2 separate regions of the Mus musculus genome follow, and region 2 is linked to region 1. A link is a contact called in public HiChIP or PLAC-seq data. All regions are on one chromosome and are shown on one strand. The core of a region is the stretch at or near the end of the contact, and the rest is flanking DNA. Distances in the headings are between cores, read along the strand shown.

Region 1 (3,721 bases), core at 738-3,237:
TCAGTACCCTGAGGAAGGAGACACAGCTGAAACTGTGTAAGTTTCAGATCAACCTGGCCTATATAGCAAACTCCAGGCCAGCCAAGGGCTCTATAGTGAGATCCTATTTCACACACACACACACACACACACACACACACACACACACACACACACACACCACACACACACACACACACACACACACACACACACACACACACACACACACACACACACACACACACACACACACACACACGACTGGAGAGAGATGGCACAGTGCTTACGAATTCTGGCTTAGGAACACACACACACACACACACACACGACTGGAGAGAGATGGCACAGTGCTTACGAATTCTGGCTTAGGAATTCAGTTCCGGGCTGGACAGAATTAAGAGCACTGATTGCTCTTTCAGAGGTCCTGAGTTCAATTCCCAGCACCCACATCATGGCTCATAACCATATGTAATGGGATTCAATGCCCTCTTCCTGTGTGTCTGAAGACAGCAACAGCATATATATGTACATATGTGTGTGTGTGTGTGTGTGTATATATATATACACATATATATTTGTGTATACACACACACACACACACACACACACATATATATATATATATACACACACATATAAAATAAACTTTTAAAAAAGAAATCAATTCCAAGCACCTGAATGACTGCGCCCAACTATCTGTAGGAGATATGTCGCCCTCTTAGGCAGCAGGCACACAAAGTGGTGCACACACAGACACACACACACACACACACACACTGCAGGCAAAACACCCATACTATGGAATGAAATAATTATTTTTAAAAAGAAAAGAACTCGGATTTAGAGTAAAATAAACCCAACTACTAACTCAATGATTCCAGGCAAATTACTTTGCCTTTATAAACTCACTGCATAAAAGTGATGTTCCGGGCTGGAGAGATGGCTCATAGATTAAGAACACTAGCTGCTCCTCCAGAGGTTCTAAGTTCAATTCCCAGCAACCACATGGTAGCTCATAACCATCTATAATGTGATCTGGTAACCTCTCTTCTGGCCTGCAGGCAAACATGCAGCCAGAACGATGTATACATAATAAACAATTCTTGGGGGGTTTTTCTTTTCTTTTGTTTTTTAGTGATATCCCTTAGCATAGCACATCCTGTGTGGCACCATCTGGAGGATGGGACTGATTTTGCTCATTTGTCTGTTTGAGGCAGCATCTCTCACTCTGTATGCTAGACCAGCTTCGCTGTGTAACCCAGGTCAGACGGGGCACGGGATCTTGGAATGTAGCCAGGCCAGCCTAACATTCCTCCCCGGGTTTGGACTGCAGACGAGTCACAGTGTACACCACAACGTGTCTTTGTACAAGTTCGCAGGGGGTGCTGCTCCTTCTGTCCTTTCAAAACACATCCTGGGAAGTGCTAACAACACACAGTGAGGACGGGGTAGCTAGCCCGACACCTACTACTTTTCTATTCCCCCTAGTGGGGTTCTCCCCTGGTTTCAACTTGCCTCATCCTTAGGAAAGAATTTCTCTCTTGGGATCTCAGCTTCACATTCGGATCTCAGAAGAGAACGCTGAGCAAGAGGAGACGTTAGGGTTCACAGAATTGTTTTTTTTCCCGTTGAGACAGGTTGTCGTGACCGGGGACTTACCATCCTCCAGCAGGTAGACAGGCTTGCACCATCGCCAGGCGAGGGAACTTTGGTTTGGTTTTTGTTTTTGTTTTGTTTTCCATAGTCATGAACAAAGTCGTGAATAACGTGTAGGTTTAGGAGAGAACGCACAGAAGGTAACTCCAGTGGGGCAGCCCAGGGCTTCCGGGGACCAAGGACCCGGCTCGGGAGGCGGAGCAGGATGCAAGGCCACTTCTTCTTTGTGTCGCTCCGGGGGACGAGCCGCGGCTCAGCCGGCAAGGAAACGTACAATCTCGGCTTTCCTCGGAGGGGCTGTGCCTCAGTCTTCACAGCGCCTCCTCGCGCACAGATCGCCTCCGGGCCGCACTTGTCCCTTCTCGCTCACCGTCCCCTGGCGTCCGCCGGAAGCTTCTGTCACTTCCGCCCACCGGAGGGGACGCTCGCGTCGAGGCGTCGCCGAGCTTCGGAGCCGACCGCCGCGTGGCCGCCGATTGGCTGCGTGCGCACGTCATCAGGGCCCCGCCCCTCCCTCGGCGGCGCCTGCTCCGTGGAGCTTAGCGAGCCGGCCGCTGGGCAGAGCGAGCAGAGCCTCGGCGGGCCACTGTCCCTCGCTGCCCGGACTACCGCTGCCGCCCCGCGCGCCGAGTCCCGCGGTCCCAGACCCCGACTCCCTTCGGCTTGGCCCGCGCGCCCCACGCCCGGCTCGGGCGGCGCGACGGGAGGATGAGCGGCGGGCGGCGGAAGGAGGAGCCGCCTCAGCCGCAGCTGGCCAACGGGGCCCTCAAGGTGTCCGTGTGGAGCAAGGTGCTGCGGAGCGACGCGGCCTGGGACGACAAGGTGCAGAAGGCCCGGCGAGGGAGGACGGGCCCGGGTCTCCCTCGCCCCGGCCAATCGGCCGGGCGCGGCCATGGGAGCAGGGAGCGGGGTGCCAAGGGGGCCGGCGCGTAGTGGAGCGAGCGGAGCCCCTGCTATCCCCCGCCGTTTGCTCCGCAGGATCCGGAGTAGTTAGCGCTTCTGAAGACTGCGCACGTGCCGGGTGCGGAATCCCTGAAGTGCGTTTACTTTGCACATTGCGAGGGGTGGCTCTGTCCTTGCTCGCTTAGATGAGAAAGAAGACATGCCCTGTGAGCTTTAAGATTCGAGAGCCGGTTCTAAGACCACCTTAAGAGGGTGTGAGTTAGTAAGAAAGTCGCTAGACATGGGTTAGAAGAGGTTGGGGACTTAAAGATGCACTCGCTGGTCATCTCCAGAGGATCTGAGCCTGGACGCCTCCTATCATTGCTCCATTCTGTGATCTTCAAGCCTGTCACCATTCAGCCCGATTCTAGATGGTTTGAAAAGAATGCTATATTTGGACTCCTTCCGTTGTTTGGACTGTTGAAATTGGGCTTCCCTCCCTTCAGTTCCGCCATGGAGGGGGGGAGTACTTCCTGAAGGTGCCCTTGGCCTGCCCCCAGCCCTGCCCAGCTCTTGCAAAACCTGTCGTCTTTGTGAACTGCTGTGTCATATTTTTTATCTTCCCCGGTCCAAGGACTGGTGTCTGGAGTCCAGGGCAGTTCACAAACCTGAGTGCTCTTTGTTGGGTGAAACTTAGATGAGCTGGCACAGGCCTAAGCACACACTTCTCCACCACCACACTTTCCTAACTCTGGCTTTCTCAAAAGTCGCTGTACAGGAAGGGTGGGAACTGAAGTTAATAGTTTTTCTTCCTGGAGACTCTCTAGAACTTAGCTGGCCAGCCAAGGGTTATCTGTGGCCAGGAGCACAGTGCCCATTGTCACTTCAAAACAAACTTCTATTTACGCAGCTTCTTTTAAAGAAGTAACGACTTCTCTAAAATATGGTAGAGAACAGGCTCTGGAATTAGTCACTTAATAGTCTAAATATATTGTTTCCCATCACACTTTAGTAGAAGGAATGACAGAAGAACCACATATGGAGCAAGGTGGTGGTGGTAGTGCACTGGGAGGCAGAGGTCGGGGAATCCCTGAGTTGCAGGCCAGCCTGGTCTACAGAGTGAATTCCAAGACAGCCAGAGCTACACAGAGAAACCCTGCCTCGAAAACAACAACAAAAAAGAACCACATATGGGGACTAG
Region 2 (3,721 bases), core at 636-3,135, 320 kb after region 1:
AATTATCTCCCTCCCAAAAAGGGGGGGCTACTGGGTCTTAACTTTGTTCTGGTTACACACCCACACATGACACACCTATACAAGGTTACACACCCACACATGACATACCTATACAAGGTTACACACCCACACATGACACACCTATACAAGGTTACACACCCACACATGACACACCTATACAAGGTTACACACCCACACATCATACACCTATACAAGGCCAGACACTATTTTACTGTCAATTTCTTTGTTTTGATACTATACTGTTTAAGTTGTAATCCCTGTAGGAAGATGATCTCTCTGTTACGTTTGCAACTTTGTATGGATGTATAACTATTTAAAAATAAAAGTAAAAATTTTACTTCTCTCTTAGGTATTCCATTAAGATGTTAGCATAAACCACAAAAGACAACTGTATGAAATCCAAGAAAAAGAACCAATACTAAAGAAATGAGATGAACATTTCATTTCAGGGTGCAACAGAGAAATGCTTTTGTGACAGTCCACAGCATTCTTACAGATCCACCTGTTTATGGTGGAACAGAAGATGGGATGGCTCCAGGACTGACTGCAGAGTGCACAGAGGGAAGGGGCGAAATGGAAGCAGCTTATGCTAGGCTTAACTTTGGAGAACATTTCTGAATTTTCTGAAAATATGACTGAGGAGATGGCTCAGGTAAGGGCACCTGAGGCCAAGCCTGACGACCTGAGTTTGAGCTCCAGGACTTGCACAGTAGGAGAGAAACTGACTCCTGCAAGTTGACTTCTGACCTCCACAGTGTAAGGTCCATAGTGTAAGGTACAATCCGTCCCTCCACCAAATACATAAATACACAGTAAATGTACAAAACAAAAGAAACATATTTATAGCAGTCCTTGAGGTGATCAGACTTGGACAAATATTCAAAGAGAACTATTGTGTTTTTTTTTTTTAAAGAAAAACAAATACTATTTTATAAGTTAAGAATCCTTGAGTTATAAACAAATAAACAACTGTTAGCTTAATAATTTGAGAGGAAGACCAGAGACCATAGAAAGCTCACTTACAGGGAGCTGTGCCGGTGTTGCTGGCCGCACGTAGGGGGCACTGAAGGCACTGTGTGTGTGTGTGTGTGTGTGTGTGTGTCAGGGTCATGCACTGCCACTGAGCTTTGTATTGCAAATGTTCTTCATTCAACTCTGGGTAATTAACAATCCCCGCCCCACCCCACCCCCAAAGAAAAACAAACCCTATGAGAATACCTTTGATTTTCTACAGAACAGCAACCCAGACTAAATGCTAAGCACCAGATGTCAAGCGTCCAGAAGTGTAGCCCTGTGGAGGGAACTACCAGATTCAGAAGAGAAAGTTATGAAGCTAATCTTAGGCAGAACGAAAAGCATACAAAGAAGCCGTGAGCAGTTTCAAGAACAGTCAACTCCAAGTCAGATGATGTCTTCTGAGAAAGAAATCAGGCAAGAACTTTTAAAGATGAGTTATTAAAAAGAAGAGAATTAATTTTGCTTGGAAAGACCTCCATCAGCACATTTATTATCTGAAAGCTTCCAAGAGGCGAAAGATCAATCTGTGCAGAGAAAGCTGAGGACTGAACACAGGCTTGGAAGAACCTGTCCGGTGCACATAAGCAGACATGTGTTCAGCTTGTTAAAGATGATGACTTCTTTGTAATAATGAAATGAAGTCTTAGGAAGAGCAGGTGGCTGAAGTTGGACAAAGTGACCTCATCAGTCAAGGTGTGAAACAATCAGGTGACATCACTGAGAACTAAGGGAGAAGAAACCAACTAGGTCTCAAGGTCTCAAGAAGTTGTCAAACTAGAAAGGACAAAGCTGGTTAACAGTTGACATTCAGTTCCTCTTTCGGAGCTCATGGACAGCTGCTGCTTGAATCCATTTCTATTCCTGCCAAGTTCAGCCTCTGTGTAAGAACTGGAGAGGAGACTGTCCACGCAGAGGTGGCAGTGACTCATTCTCCTCTGATGGAGGCAGAGATGAGGTTTTTACACGCTGACAGCTACGTGCAAGTGTGTGCTCCTATGTTCTGGGACCACAACTGCTTTCACAACTGTTGCAGAACTATGGTATAACTGTGTTCTCAAAGAAGCTTTTAGACTCTCTAGGTAAAATGAGTGTAGAGTTGATGGTTGTAAATACAAGTGAGTGTAAATTTTCTAGTAGAGTAGAAATCTCATTTTCATATTCTCCCTTATAATCTTTTTCTTCAACTAAAAACTAAGAAATTATGTAAATTTTTATTGCTTACATTGTATAGAATAAAAATTATTACTTTTTTAGAAAGTGAAAACAAACTAACAAAAAGAAACCTCTTACTTCCCTGGTAGGACTGAAAGCTGGCTAGGAGGATAGAGTTACTTACCGACATGTCCATTCCATGAAGCCGTCGTGTTTCCTGGACCATTATAGTCTCCAGTATTTTGTAATACAAAATTTCTGCCAGTTTTAGTCTGTTTACAGCAAAGTCTATAGAAAACACAGGAGAGCATATGCTATTGAAATGGTGATGGCAAACTCAACAGTAAGCGGGTACATTAACTGCAAGAGATGGGAACCTGACTGTGGGGACATTCTTTCTCCACACTTAATGCTATCTGTGGGGACAGTCTCCATACTTAATGCTGTGCCGCTTTTATTCTTCTCTTCTTACCTATGTGAGATCCTGGCTGTTTATCTGTGGACTGGGTATAGTGTTGGCAGAAAGTCTCTCCTATTCCTTTCACAATTTTTATAATGTTTCCCATAGGATTCCGCATACAAGATCTATAAAATACAAGAGAAACTTGCTTATCAGGAAAACCCAGATTATCAACATTCCTCAAGATTCTTCAAGAATCACCCAGGGGCTCGGATCCAGCTCAGTGACAGACAGCTTGCGTAGATACCCAAGGCCATGGAATACAGATACAAACTTGCACGCGCGCACATACACTGTAAGTATTAGGGACTGAACTTAGCAGGCATTTGCTGAGTTGCCTTACCAGTCAGCTATAAGCATTTTTAATCATGCTATTTTGCCAGGTATGGTAGCATACATTTGATGCCTGCTTAGACATGAAATGCATGCAGTGCGACAGAGGCCAAACAAGGTGCCAGTCTAATGTGGGTGCTCAGAATCAAACCTTGGATCTCTGCAAAAGCAACAAGTACATTAACTGCTGCCCATCTCTCTGGTCCAGGAGCATTTATGATTATTTATTTTGGTAGCGGTCAGAGGATATCTAGAATCCATCTCTCTTCTTCCTAAGCATCAAACTCAAGTTACCAGACTTGGCAGCCAAAGATAAAAGATGCAGTCCTGAGCCACCTCACTGGCCCTGAATTAATTTTTTAATATTGTGTAATATCTTCATTCTTCTGCATAAGGATATTTTGTTTTCCCAACATCATTTCTTTCTACTCTTTACCCACTATATGGTCTTGGTACACTATCAATGATCACTTGAAAAAAAATATAGCTTATTTCTCTCCATTTTGTTTCCCCAGTTTATACATGTCTGGGTCAATACCATGCTTTTTTGATTATTGAAGCTGTGTACTATTCTACTATATTGAAATAAAATGTAAAGCCTCCAGCGCTGATCTTTTTCAAGTTTGTCTTGGCTTTTTGGGGTACTAAAGTTCCACATGAGTTTTAAAGTTTGGTGGTTTTGTTTGTTTGTTTGTTTGTTTGTTTGTTTTCCTATTTTGGTTTGTTATAGTTTTGGGT

What was found. HiChIP or PLAC-seq counts read pairs in DNA pulled down with a chosen protein or histone mark.
Region 2: a contact with region 1 is called in an H3K4me3 HiChIP or PLAC-seq map of bone marrow-derived macrophages, with 2.4 times the contacts expected there. The contact joins the enhancer-like site here to the promoter of 5430405H02Rik in region 1. A contact is called at or near these places in 1 of 484 Hi-C or Micro-C datasets (CD4 T cells), 2 of 115 datasets of contacts at active chromatin or transcription factors (the SCID.adh cell line and bone marrow-derived macrophages) and 1 of 9 other capture datasets (adipose tissue).

Annotation. Positions count from the first base shown.
Region 1 is chr2:156,860,958-156,864,678 of GRCm38.p6, forward strand. 5430405H02Rik (RIKEN cDNA 5430405H02 gene) reads right to left here and starts at 1,988. Exons shown (of 3, transcript NR_027914.1): 1 at 1,642-1,988. It overlaps Rab5if (RAB5 interacting factor), which reads left to right and starts at 2,165. Exons shown (of 4, transcript NM_026124.3): 1 at 2,165-2,460. The coding sequence starts at 2,347.
Region 2 is chr2:157,185,561-157,189,281 of GRCm38.p6, forward strand. Rbl1 (RB transcriptional corepressor like 1) reads right to left here. Exons shown (of 22, transcript NM_011249.2): 10 at 2,663-2,775; 11 at 2,375-2,478. Among named protein-coding and RNA genes, the nearest start is that of Rbl1, 17 kb to the right of the region's middle. Within about 2 kb of position 1,886, at least 11 of the 459 cell types and tissues checked have an H3K27ac peak or open chromatin away from gene starts, as enhancers often do. A contact at or near this core is called in bone marrow-derived macrophages, where this site is marked.